3 separate regions of the Sus scrofa genome follow, and all the other regions are linked to region 1. The links are chromatin contacts, called in public Hi-C and promoter capture Hi-C maps. All regions are on one chromosome and are shown on one strand. Each heading gives the region's core, a stretch centred on a gene start, on an enhancer-like site or on the middle of the called end of the contact. The rest is flanking DNA. Distances are from core to core; before and after follow the strand shown. Region 1 holds the start of LTBP4 (latent-transforming growth factor beta-binding protein 4). Region 2 holds the start of C6H19orf47. Region 3 holds the start of PRX (periaxin).

What was found. Promoter capture Hi-C pulls out the DNA fragments that hold promoters and counts their contacts. Hi-C and Micro-C count contacts between places; a contact is called where the count stands out from the background.
Region 2: a contact with region 1 is called in a promoter capture Hi-C map of liver, with 4 times the contacts expected there. The contact joins the promoter of C6H19orf47 here to the promoter of LTBP4 in region 1. A contact is called at or near these places in 1 of 5 promoter capture datasets (liver) and 1 of 2 datasets of contacts at active chromatin or transcription factors (alveolar macrophages).
Region 3: a contact with region 1 is called in a Hi-C map of fetal skeletal muscle, with 1.8 times the contacts expected there. The contact joins the promoter of PRX here to the promoter of LTBP4 in region 1. A contact is called at or near these places in 7 of 47 Hi-C or Micro-C datasets (embryonic fibroblasts, epiblast stem cells, fetal skeletal muscle and 3 more) and 2 of 2 datasets of contacts at active chromatin or transcription factors (alveolar macrophages and skeletal muscle).

Annotation. Positions count from the first base shown.
Region 1 is chr6:48,829,105-48,833,382 of Sscrofa11.1, forward strand. LTBP4 (latent-transforming growth factor beta-binding protein 4) reads left to right here and starts at 1,914. Exons shown (of 34, transcript XM_021094399.1): 1 at 1,914-2,119; 2 at 3,904-3,962; 3 at 4,115-4,253. The coding sequence starts at 1,977.
Region 2 is chr6:48,643,613-48,647,890 of Sscrofa11.1, forward strand. It overlaps C6H19orf47, which reads right to left and starts at 1,750. Exons shown (of 10, transcript XM_021094390.1): 1 at 1,644-1,750. It also overlaps a transcript of PLD3 not described here.
Region 3 is chr6:48,689,318-48,693,595 of Sscrofa11.1, forward strand. PRX (periaxin) reads right to left here and starts at 2,443. Exons shown (of 9, transcript XM_003355926.5): 1 at 2,417-2,443.

The DNA.
Region 1 (4,278 bases), core at 664-3,163:
TATCAGGATCCAGGAATGACACAGAAGCAACCCTAGGAGACAGAGGCACTGATAGGGAGGGATTAGGGGCTGGGAACTCCACAAATTCTGGGGGGAGGGGAAGCCAACGCCATCCCCGGAAGTTGCTGTGGTGAGCCAGAGGCTGTTGCCTAGCAACGAGCATTGAAGATGCCCTGGATCCCAAGCAGAAGGGAGAAATTTCGGCAGCGCCCCCAGCAAGCGCTCCAGCCACAGGGTAGGAGATGGGGAGAGGGGCGACAGGGGCAGGGACGTTCTGTCCTGCAGGGCCACTTTAGCAGGGATCACGGGAGCTACACGAAGACAGGGACACAGAGCACATATTCAGTGGGCAGAGCCAGGCACTCCATCATTGAGCCGCAACAGCCCACGAACGCCAGTGAGTGGGGCCTGAGAGCCGTCGTTACTGCTCCAAGGGGCTGTGTGTCCCTGGGTGGTGGGTGGGCCCAGGCTTCTGGGTTTCGGTGTTGGGTGGGTGGAGGCAAGGATTGCTGTCGGTGGCGGTAACATGTGAGTGTGGCTGTGTGAGTCAGCCCGTGTGCCTCACCGGAACGCAGGAGGGTGAAGGGGTCTCCTGCCCGCCTTGCACACTCCCCATCTGGAAGAAGAAACAGGAGTTGGGGGTGAGGGCAAAGCTGAATTGATTGCTGTCCTTAGTCTGTGGTCAGCTGTACGGTCTGGGCTGGTGGCCTAATACCCTCTGTGGGTGGAGCCTGGGATCCTCTGGTGGCAGGGCTCACAGTCACAGAATGGGAAAGCTTGAGAATAAAACGGCTGTGAGAGATGACGTTTGGAACCTCTGCAGGGGGACAAACATGAAAAGAGTAGGGTTTGGGATCCTAAATGTGGGGCCTTGGCCCAATTCTCTGTGGGAAATGTTGTGGCCTAAAACTCAAGAGCGGAAGAGGGCACCTAGGGAGCAGCCTCTGAAGCTCTAGGGGCAGCGCCCTTGGGAGAGAGGTGGGGGTTTGTAATTCCATGGAGAGAAGACGGGGCCTTTAATACATAGTGAAAGGAAGGGGCTGGGTTTGAGACCCTCTTGAGTTGGGAGGGGCTTGGATCCTGGAACCTACGAAAATGGGTGCAGGTGGGGACCAAGGCCCTTTGTGGCTTGGGGCTCCTAATGGCAGAGTTCACTAGGAATGGAGGCGACTGGAATTCTCTAAGGAGAAATTCTGCAAGTCTGGAAGTAGGAGGGGGTGCCCTTAGGAGCCTTTAACGATTCAGACAGGGAAGAAGGTGTGATAGCCTCTAAGAGTGGTGGTGGAGAGGGATGCAATAGGAGGGCAGAGCCGGAGGCCTCTGGGAGCAGAGTCTGTGGGTCAGGGGAAGCCTGGGTCCTCTGAAGGGCAGAACCTACAGCTTCCCGAGGAAGCTATTTGTTGAGCCTGGAACCCCTGAAACACGGGGCCTTGAGAAAGAGCAGATCCTTCGGGAAGATCCAGAGTGGGCCTGGGACTCAGAGGGGCCAGACCTGGGGCTCAGTGTAGCGTCCGTTGGATCTTTCAGCATCTAAGTCAGTCTGGGAGCAAATTCGGATGGACTGCTCCCAGGACTGTCAGCCAACGGATGAGGTCTTTGAGTAGGAGTCTGGTTTAGGGGAACCTGGCCGCCGCCTACGCATCGAGTGGGAGGGGTCCCAAAACCTTTACGTTTGGGGCCTCTTCTTTGCCAGAGGGTTCACTGAGCCAGTACCCCCCACAGCACTGAGAAGTCCAGGCCCCAGCGCCCTATGCCCGGCACCTGTACCTTTAGCCCCTCCCCTGTCGCCTCCCGATTGGTAGCGCGGGCAGCGCCCCCTGGCGGCGCGGGGCTCTGATTGGCGGGAAGTTCACAGCCCGCGACTGGGACAGTGGAGAAAATGAGTCGGCCTCCGGCGGGGGCGGAAGGCGGGGCCGCGCCAAGCCGGACCCGCTGGACAGACGGGCCGCCTGGAGCGAGACTCCACGCCGGACACGATGCGGCTGCCTGGACCCAGCGGCCGCCGCCCCCTCCTGCTGGTGCTCCTGCTGCCGCTCCTTGCAGCCGCCGCCACCGCCGCCTCCGCCGCCCGCCCCAGCCAGGCCGTCGAGGTTGCGGTGATCCCGGGCCGCCCGGCCGGGTAAGCCCTGCTTCGGCCCCCTCTTCCTTGTGCCCCTTCCACTCAATAAGTCTGGCAGCCCAAGAAGACCAGGACTTTCGGATTTTGCCGCTGCGTCGGGATAGGGATGAAGAACCAGAGCCCTTGGATTTATTGGGGCCCTCTATTTCGCAGAGGTTAGAATCTGAGGTGTTCTGAGATTTCAAGCGGAGGGATTCTCCTCCCGTGCGGTAGAGACAGATACGGCTCCAGGGAATTCTAGAGTTTATTCGGAGGAAGGTCACAGTTTATTTGGGGATGGGGCTTTGCCTTCTAAGATGATGGATGGGGGACCGAGCTGGAAGAGGGTCCCCCAAGCTTCTTGGATGCCTAAAGAGGAAGAGTATGGGAAGTTATTAAGAGCCTTTATGGGGGACGTGAGATGTCCTCGTTTTCTAGGGTTGAGGAACCGCTGAATTAATTAAAAGTGACCTTTTCCTAATGTGTTAGGAAGACATGGAGTTTTGAGTGGATGGTGGAGCGGCTTGTGGAAAATTGTGTGGAGGTGGGGGGCCTTCAGATTTCATGAGAGTTCAGGATGCTCTAGTTTCCTAGAATTAGAGGATTCCAGGCTTCAATGAGGTACCAGTGATTTCGCGGCAAGAGATCCAGCATTTCCTATAGATTTGGGGTTATAGTCACTCTTCCTGTCTACGGGTGACGAGATCGAAGGAAACAGTCTGCCCAGTACTCCCACCCCCCGCCCTGCGGCCCAGCGCTCCGCTACAAAGGCCCCGGGCTCCGCTCCCGCCTCGGTCTCTGCGAATGCGTTTAGTAATCCGAGCCGCGCCGGGGGCGGGGCTGGGAAGGGGTTAACGCGGAGAAAAGGCGGGAGGGATGACGGCAGGATCGGGGTCCCGAAGGCTCCTAACCGGGCAGCCTCCTCCCTTACTGGGCCCCACCGGTCTGAAAAGTGTCCATACGCCCGACGTCCCCTTAGCAGCATCCCCCCATGACCCTTTCTCCCGGCCTGAGCGCGCGCCCTCGTCCCAGGTCCCCCTTAGCCTCAGAATAATGGATTTGTCTGGGGGGCCCCTTGGTTGCGACGCACTTGCGCCGGAGCTGAGGGCTCCGCCAGCCAGAATCTGAGACCCTCTGGGCGCGAAGATTTCTCCAAGAACTACTCCCTCCTGGTCAGGCGGGAAACGGAGGCCCAAAGACCAGGAGACGCTGGCTCCGGGACCCACGGCGTGGAAGGGCAGGAACAGGCTAGAACTCAGGCCTTGGGATTCCCACTGCTGGACTGTGGCTCCTGTATGCCCCTCCACCTCAGCACCCTCCTCAGGACCCACAGTCAAAGGAGGACGCCCTCCCCAACCTTTGAGGCCTGTGGAGGTGGCGCCACCTGCCGGTCAATTGAGGGATGACGGCTGTGTCCAAAACGGACGTGCGGAGAGGGCGGGGTTCTCGGTTCTCAGTCCCTGCTTGGAAGTGCGCTTAGAAATCCTGTCTTTTTTTTTTTTTTTTAATCATTTTAAAACGACTTTAAAATGTCTTTTCCAATAATACCTTACTCAAAATATTTCAGAAGGGAAATAAAAGCGAGGTTGCTGTGACCTTCATCCCTGGATAGTCAATCAATATGCCTCCCGTTGTACAGATTGGGGAAACTGAGGCATCGAGTGCAGTGCCTCAAATTGGTCACACATGAATTTCGAGCGCCCTCAAGCTCTATCTTTGTATTGCCGCCCCTAAACTTCATTGCCCTTCTTTGGGGAGTTCTACAGCGCTAGGGGCTCAAGTGATTTCCACCTCTCGATTTATAGTGTTGCTGCTTGTCGCTGCTGCCCAGGCCGATCGCCCAGGAGGAGCCGCTGCTTCAGAGGTGGGTGCTTGTACGTGGGGGGAAATGTGGTAGGATCAGAGGAGCTGGGGGCTCCCTTCCCCACCCCTCATCCCAGCTGGAGAGCTGGATGCACTTGGAAAGAGGGACTGGGGTCACTTCCTTCTCCACTTAGTCCGTGGCTGTCTCTGAAGCCTCCTGCAGGGTCCGGAGCTGCTGGCCTGAAAAGTGCGTGGGCCCTCAGCGGTGCCTGACTCTGGTACCCCCAGAGCTGCCGAGCCCCAGCCCCAGCGTGAGGAAGAGACAGGTGTCCCTTAACTGGCAGCCACTGACGTGAGTGTGCAGATCTTCCCTACTA
Region 2 (4,278 bases), core at 500-2,999, 190 kb before region 1:
GGATCCTTAACCCACTGAGCGAGGTCAGGGATAGAACCTGCAACCTCATGGTTCCTAGTCAGATTCGTTAATCACTGTGCCACCACAGGAACTCCAAATGTATCTGTTCTTAAAGTGCTTAGTGGGGTTGAATGAGTTCATAAGCACCCAGCCCTTAAAACAGTGCTCAGCAGTTATGCATATGTGCATTAAGTAAAATAAATAAACCTTCAGTGAGCTAGGGAAAGGAGAGGACAGTCATTGAGCTGATATCAGTCATATGCAAAGTGTGAGCTGAGAACAGAGTATAAGATAACTTGACAGGGTCCATGGGATCTGACAACATGGAATCACACAGTGTAAGTTTTCAATTCTTCCAGGTTCTGTCTACAATTTAATAGACCATTCTGCTTCCATTGGTGTTCAGGTTGTTTTCCTTCTTCTCACGCCAGCAATGCTACTTTTCCATTAGGAAAGAACACAAATTTTCCTTCTCAATTGAATTGACTGGAGGAAAATGCATCCGTGGTTTTAAAGAAAATGGAAAACCTAACACAATGGGATTAAGCAAAACTGATCAAATAGTAAGTGGCAGGGGAGTTCCTGTTGTGGCTCAGCAGTAAGGAAATGAGTAGTATTCATGAGGACGTGGGTTCAATCCCTGGCCTCACTCAGTGGGTTAAGGACTGAAGGTTCCTGTGAGCTATGGTGAGGGTCACAGACTCAGCTCAGACCTGGTGTTGCTGTGGCTGTAGCGTAGGCCAGCAGCCACAGCTCTGATTCGCCCTCTGGCCTGGGAACTCACATATGCTGCGAGTACAGCCCTAAAAAGACATAAGAACAAAGAAAAAAAGAATGGCAGGATGTCAATTTGCCCAACTCCAGTTTCCAAGTTTTGCCATCTTTTAGCTTCCTCCTCCTCTCTACATCCTTGCAAGTCCCATTTACACCAATGACTCTGAGAATCATTATTAGCGTCTCAATCTTTTGAGCTCCTACTTAATACTGTGTCAGGCCCTGTGCTAAGGACTCAACACGCACATTTCATCAGCATCCTCACAGTGATGCTATGATATTGAGACTATTAGCCCTCATTGTAGAGACGAGGAAAATTCAGTTCAGACAGGTGAAGATATAGGTCCACGACCACAAAGTGTAGTTAGGACTTGAGCTGAAATCTGTGGCCCCCAATTTCACGCTCCCACACCTTGATCTTCCACACCAAGCGCAAAGATCATCAACAATACTAACAATAATAGTATAGTAACGAAGTGAGCAGTGTGCCAGGCGCTGAGCTAAGGAGCTCCGACATGCACGAACTGATTTCTCACTACAACCCATAAAGAAGATGCTACAGTCAGATTCTGACCCCCATTCTACAGAGGAGGAAACTGAGTTTCAGAGAAAGAACTCGCTAATCCAGAGCCGTACAGCGGCGCCAGGACTGACTCCGGAACCCTGGACGCCATTCATCCCCACCTCACCCAGCCCTACCCCATCACCCCCGGCCCGCGCCTCACCTGGCCCTCTGGGCACGCGCCCACTCGCACCACCCACCTGCCCACCTGCCCGCCCTCCCGGCGGCGCCAACTGTCAGACCCTCCTCCCTTGGCCCGGCTGCCCGCCCCGGAAGCGCCGCCCTCGCCGCCGGAAGCCGGACTCACCCGCTCGCGGCTTCTCTAGCCCGCTGGGGAGCCACCAGCGAGGGCGCAGCTGCAACTGTCACGTGACCGCCCGCCGTCTCCCAGGCGCTTCCCTCCGCCCCTCGCTGGCGAGGAGCGCAGCCAATGAGAAAGGTAATTTCCCGGCCCCCGCCGGCCCGCAGTCCAGCCGGAGTGCGCCTGCGCGCCGCGGGGGGCGGTCGGGCGGGGCTCCAGCCTGAAAGGTGCGTGCTGGGCTGGGTCCCGAGTGGGAGACGTGGAGAGCAGGTAATGTGCGATCTGGGGGCGCGGCGCCTCAGCCGTCCTCCTCGTGTTATCCTTCGTCTGTAATGCATCTCTTCTCTGCACATCGACCTCTGTCCCTGTATGTCGCCATTCCTCCGCATGTTGTATCCTGCTTAAATCGTTACCGTTCCCCTTATGTCGCCATCATCACCCTTGACAAGATTTCGTTCGCTTTAAGCCCCCATTATCAGCACCTGTTGAAGTCGCCCCACCCGTTAAGTCGTAGTCGCCGTCTCGTGTCGCCTGCACCCCTCTTTTATTGCTATCACTCTTCTCAGAAATCGTCGTCATACCTCCGTGTCACCTTCGCATGCCTCCTGTTACCATCTCCTTAAGTCGCTCTCTGGCTTCCCTTAGGTCATGCTCACCCCTTTTGTCGCCATCCCTCCTCGTCGTCACCTTTGTTCCTCTGACAGTCACTGCCCACGTCTAATGATTCTAGTTTTCACCATGAAGAGCCACCCTGCCCTACAGTTTTTCTTCTCTTCGTGTCTCTGTCATTTCCCCAAGTCACCTCTCATGTACTCCGGGTATGAAAGCCCTTTACTCAGGGCGTGCCAGGATTCTGACTTCACCACTAAACCTCTGGGTAACCTTGACCTAATCACACCTTTGCAGTCTCAGCTTCCTCATCTGTAAAATCCACACAAGGACACCAACATCAGGGATGATTGTTAAGAATTCTGCATTATTCTAGTGATATGCCCAACTTGATATGGTGATTTGGGCTAATATTATTAGCCATGTCACCCTCACCCAGTCACCTTCATCACCTCATTGTCACTCTCCCCCTACCCCCAACTGCCCTCATCATTCTGGTGATGTCATCACACTTCCTGTATCCTGATGCTCATGCCACAACAGCCAACCCATGCTACCCCACATGGCAATCTCCACGCTGTCCTCACCTCTGCCACGTCACCACATCTGAGGGGGTGACCCATCAACCATCACGCACCTTGTTCATGTAAATACATAATCCCTTTCTCTTTACCTTGTTGGATTGACTGATTAACCACCCCCAAATTGAGAGCATTTAGCCATGGCAGGAGTCCAGGAGGGCTTGGTGGGGGGACGGTTATAGGTAGCTTAGACCGAGTCCTCCCTTGACTCAGAGAATTGAAGGTACAGAGAGAGAGACAGGGCTCACCACACCGTCGTCAAACCTCAGCAACCCTGCATCCCCAGGGGGAGAGCTGGTATCTTAGTCCCTCAGCTTGCTCAGCATGGCCACGTAGGAGAGTCATTAGCAATGTATTTCCATGGGCTGCAACACCCCATTTCCAATCTTAGTTCTTAGTACTTAAATAGTGGCATGACCTTGGGCATGTAGCTTAAGGTCTCTGTGCCTCAGTTGCTACATCTGCAACATGGGAATGAAAACACAAGTTATTCATTCAACAGATTTTTATTAAGCGTGTTCTACATGCCCAGCACTGTGCTAGGCATTGGGGACACATCAGTGGACAAAACAGGCCCGGTGGAGTTTACATTCTAGCAGGGCTAAGAGACAGTGAGCAAACAGGTAAGTAGATTATGTCACATGATAGAAGAGGGGTGGGAATACAAAGATCATTGTTTTAAATAGGGCGATCAGGGGAGTTCCCGTGTGGCTCAACGGGTTGAGGATCCCACAACTCCGATCGCTGCCCTGGTGAGGGTTCGATCCCTGTCCCCAGGAACTTCTGAATACCATGGCAAAAATAAAAAATAAAAAAAAAAAGAGTGGTCAGGGAAGATTTTCTGAGATACACCATTTAAACAAAGACTTGAAGGAGGGGAGAGAGTCACATGGCTGCCTGGAGGTAGAACAGCATCCTAGGCAGAGAAAATAGCAAATGCAAAGGTCCCGAGATAGGAGCATTTAAGGAAGAACAGGGAGGCCAGTGAGGGAGGAGAGGGGTGGGAGCTGACGTCAGAGGAGTGATGGGGGCAGATCATGGGGGGCGGGCGTGGGCCCTGGAGAAAACTATGGCTTTACTCTGAGTGGGGCGGGAGCCAGGGGAGGATTTGGAGGCGAGAAGGGACGTGATCTGATGCGACATGAAGCAGCAGCAGCAGCTGGAGAACCTCTACCAAGGATGGATTGGCAAGAGCAGCCTGGTTGGAAGCACAGCCAGAGTCCTCTTCTTAAAGCTGCCCTCACATATCCTTTGTATTTGGAGAGAGCTGCAAGGGTCCCTCTCAAAGATTCGGAGGGGGTGGGGGTGTTGGTGGAGGTTTTGAGAGGCCAGCACCACCACTGGCTTCAGCCGCTGTTGACAGGGCTGGGGAGGGAGGGAGCCACAGATCTCCAGATGTTAAACAACAGGAAAGGCAGCTGTCTACACCCGAGACCCTGAGGCAGCTTGGG
Region 3 (4,278 bases), core at 1,193-3,692, 140 kb before region 1:
CAGGGGGCTGGGCAGCTCAAAGCATCTCATATTCGGCCTTTGCTCACAGCGGCCCCACTTTTTCCTCTACCAAAGAGGAACTTTGGGACAAAATCCAGCGCAGGTGTCAGCCTCTGACCAACAGGATCAACATGGCCTCCTCACCACTCTCTTCCAGGGACCAAAAAGCCTATCCCAACCAAGGCATCCTGTCCCAGCTCACTGAGTCAAATTGGAGCTGTCGCTGCCAGCCTACACCACAGCCACAGCAATGCTGGATCTGAGCCACGTCTTCGAACTACACCACAGCTCACAGCAAAACCGGATCCTTAACCCACTGAGTGAGGCCAGGGATCGAATCTGTGTCCTCATGGATTCTAGTCAGATTCATTAGCACTGAGCCACAGATCTTTGTAAGCAGCAACTATGGACTCTCACGTTAGCCCGAGAGGTGGCCTCCACCAGCCCATTCTAGAGATGGGAAAGCAGAGGCACAAAGTGTCAAGTACCTTGCCTAAGGCTCCACAGCCAGAAAGAGGAGAATGTTGGGATTTGAACCCGGGGTCTGGCTCCAAAGTCTGTGCCTTTCACTCCCACACCACTGTGCTTCCTGAGCCCCAGGCACCCTCCCAGCCTCTCCCAGGCTCCTTCGTCTCATTCCCATGGCTTCTCAGCCTGGCCAGAAAGGGAACTGGCCGGCTGATTTCTTACCACTGGGCCTCCAGACACCTCGAGAGCTCCCGGTCGGTCTGCTCAGCCCCAGCCCCAAGCTGGGGGGGAAAAGGAATGGGGAGGGGGAGGAGAGGGAGACCCAGGCCATTGGCTGCCGAGGTGTGACATCATCAGGAGGTGGGTGGTGGGGAAACAAACATCCCCATTTCCCAGCTACATCCACCCGCAAGGGGGTGGGATCCACAGAAGAGAAGCCTGGTCGGTCTGGTCTGTCGGTCAGGCGGTCAGTCGGGCAGTCCGGCCGCCGCTCCATCGCCTGAGCTGAACCCTCTGCTATGAGCCCCGCTCCCAGGGTTTGCACGTTGCTGGTGCCGCTTGGAGACTCAGCACCCCACCAGCACTATTCCCTGGCTTCCAGACCCAAGCAAGGCCCCCACTGGTTCCTGGGGCCCCTAAAATAAACTTCCATATCCTGGCTGTGAGATCTTCAGCAAGTTAAAGCATACTTCTGGGCTTCAGTTTTTCATCTCTAAAACAAGGATGGGGGCATTTCATGGTGGCCTAGCAGTTAAGGACCCAGCGTTGTCACTGCTGTGGCTCAGGTTACTGCTGCAGTGCAGGTGCAAACCCTGGCCGGAGAATTTCCACGTGCCGAAGGTGTGGGGGAAAACATTAAAATAAATAAATGAGTTCCCGTCGTGGCGCAGCAGAAACAAATCTGACTAGGAACCATAAGGTTTTGGGTTCGATCCCTGGCATCACTCAGTGGGTTAAGGACCCAGCATTGCCGTGAGCTGTGGTGTAGGTCGCAGATGCGGCTCGGATCTAGTGTTGCTGAGGCTGTGGCATAGGTGGCAGCTACAGCTCTGATTAGACCCCTAGCCTGGGAACCTCCATATGCCATAGGTTTGGCCCTAAAGGACAAATAAATAAATAAATAAACCCATACATAATTGAATGAAAAAAACGAGCTTAGTAAAAGTGCCCACCTTATGGGTTTGGTGAAGATAAAATGAGTTAAAAGAGACTAAAAACTTTGAAAAATGCCTGGCACAGAGAGGATGCTACTTACACATATTTTGGGATTCACACAAATTAGGGGACCAGCTAGACCTGTCCCAGGGCTTTTAGCCTAAATGAAGAGGGCATGGGGGAGTCCTGCTTCTCTGTTTAATGGACTTGCCGTTTTGGGGGACACCTATCATGTACTAAATACTCTGCTGGACACCCAAAGCTCAGCTCTTGGAATCAAGGAGGTGGGTGGACAGATGATGACTAGTCTTGTTTTTTTGGTTTTTTTTTAGGCCACACCTGCAGCATATTGAAGTTCCCAGGTGAGGGGTCGAATTGGAGCTGCAGCTGCCAGCCTACACCACAGCCACGGCATAGCCGGATCCTTAACCCACTGAGCCCACTGACTGGGGCCAGGGATCGAACCTGCATCTTCATGGATACTAGTTAGACTCTTACCCTGCTGAGCTACAACAGGAACTCAGATGCCTAGTTTTTAGCTACACAATCAGGAGGTGGTAGAGCTGGGGTCGAACCCCAGTTCTTCTAGATCCCAGAGACGCTGCGACACTCTTCTGTCCCCTTCATATGACAGACAAGGAGGCTGAGAGAGGGTAATGCCCCCCCAAGGTCACCAACAGCAGGTAATTGGTAACACTAGGATTTCAACCCAGACCTGCCCAACTCCCACACCGAGGCCCCTGGGCCTCACCCTGATCCCCTGGTCCCCGGCCCCCAGCCTGCCCTGACTCACCAGACCCCGGGGGGCGGCAGAGGGAGCAGAGGTACTCCCACATGCCCCTCACACCCACCCGGCGCTGCCTCGGACGCTCCTGGCTGTTTGAGCCTGGGCCCGGGGCCGGGGCTGGGATGAGGCTGGGATTACCCCCAAAATGCATGTCAGCAGCTTCTGTCCCATTGTCCAGCCAGGCGCGGCCACCATGCCCTCACCTCGCCCCTCACATCAGCTCAGCTGGCCACTCTGCGAACCAGCCCCCCTCCCCCCACCACTGAGCAGTTGGGGCCTACTCCGAGGCCACAGGGGACCAGGAAGGGGCTGGCAGGATCCCAGAATGCTAGGGGCCTCCTCACTTCTCTCTGAAATGCCCCCGGCCCACTCTCAGCCACCGAGGAAGGCAGGAATGTGCTGAGCTCTGCGAAATGCCTTCCAGGCTTGGCAGCCACCAAGGGTTGGGGTGTGGCCAGAACCCAGCCAGAACCCTCCTCCCCGGGAGGGTAAAAGGGACAGTGTGGTCAGGACTGTGATGGGCCTGAGGAGACCCTTCCCCCATCGCGGACTCGCTCTGTCTCACTGATTGAGTCATCCAAACATGCCTCTGTTCACTTATTCACTCAACAAACATTCACAAGGCCTTGGTGGCAGGCCCTTTGCTGGGCCCTGGGGACACTGACAAACCTAAATTCACGAGGAGTGGGGAGCAGGCTCAGGACAGGATTCCTGGAGAAGGTGACATCTGGCATCAAACTGGAGGAGGAGGGAGCCAGGTCAAAGGGGCTTCCGCGTGGAGGGAGGAACAGGAGCCAAGCACCAGAGGGGTGAGAGGGAGCAGCCCATTTATCCAGTGTCAGCAAACAGTCAGTGAGCACCTGGTCTTGTGCCCAGCCCCACGGTGGATGGTGCTAGGACACTATGTGACCAAGATAGCCCAGGCCCGCTTTCAGGGTTCACAGTCCAACAGGGAGGCAGACCCAGAGCGGCCAGGGTTGTGGTGCAGGAATCACAGGCTGAGAGGTCGGGACCTGGCTGGGGAAGCCCAGGAAAGCTACCTGCTTCACTCTAGGAAGGAGGTCAGGGAAGGCTTCCCGGAGGAGGGAACCTATGAGCTGAGACTTGAACTACCCATAGGAGCTAGGTAAGAGAAGAGGGAGTGGAACAGCTTTATGGGCAGAGGGAACAGCCCATGCAAAGGATCTGAATCCAGACAGGGCTTGGCACATAGGAAATTTCCTGGAGCTGAGAGCTGTCATAGCTATGACCCCACAACTGCAAGCGCCCTTTCCTTTGTGTCTCCTTTCTTTTTTTTTTTTTTTTTTTTTTTTTTTTTGGTCTTTCTCTCTTTTTAGGGCCACACCTGCAGCATATGGAGGGTCCCAGGCTAGAGGTTGAATTGGAGCTGTAGCCACCTGCCTACACCACAGCCAAAGCAACGCCAGATCTAAGCTGCAGCTGTGACCTATGCCACAGCTCAGGGCAACGCCAAATCCTCAACCCACTGAGCGAGGCCAGGGTTTGAACCTGCAACCTCATGGTTCCTAGTCAGGTTTGTTTCCGCTGCACCACGACAGAAATTCCTGTATCTCCTTCTCATTTGTACATTTATTCACCAGCTATTCGCAGACACCTCCTCTGTATCCATCCCTGGGCTGGGAGGTGCTGGGGACACAGCAGACTGTGACTGTGCCCTCCACGGGACTCATAGTCCACAAGGGGGCATACATTAAAGAAATGACCAGTGAAGCGAGTGTGTAATTACACACTCAGCCGAGTGCTCTGAGAAATGGATCCAGGTCTGTAAGAGGGGCCTGGCACTCTGATACTGTCAGAAAGGGCAAGGAGGGCTTCTTGGAAGAGATGACGTTTGAGCAGGCACCCGA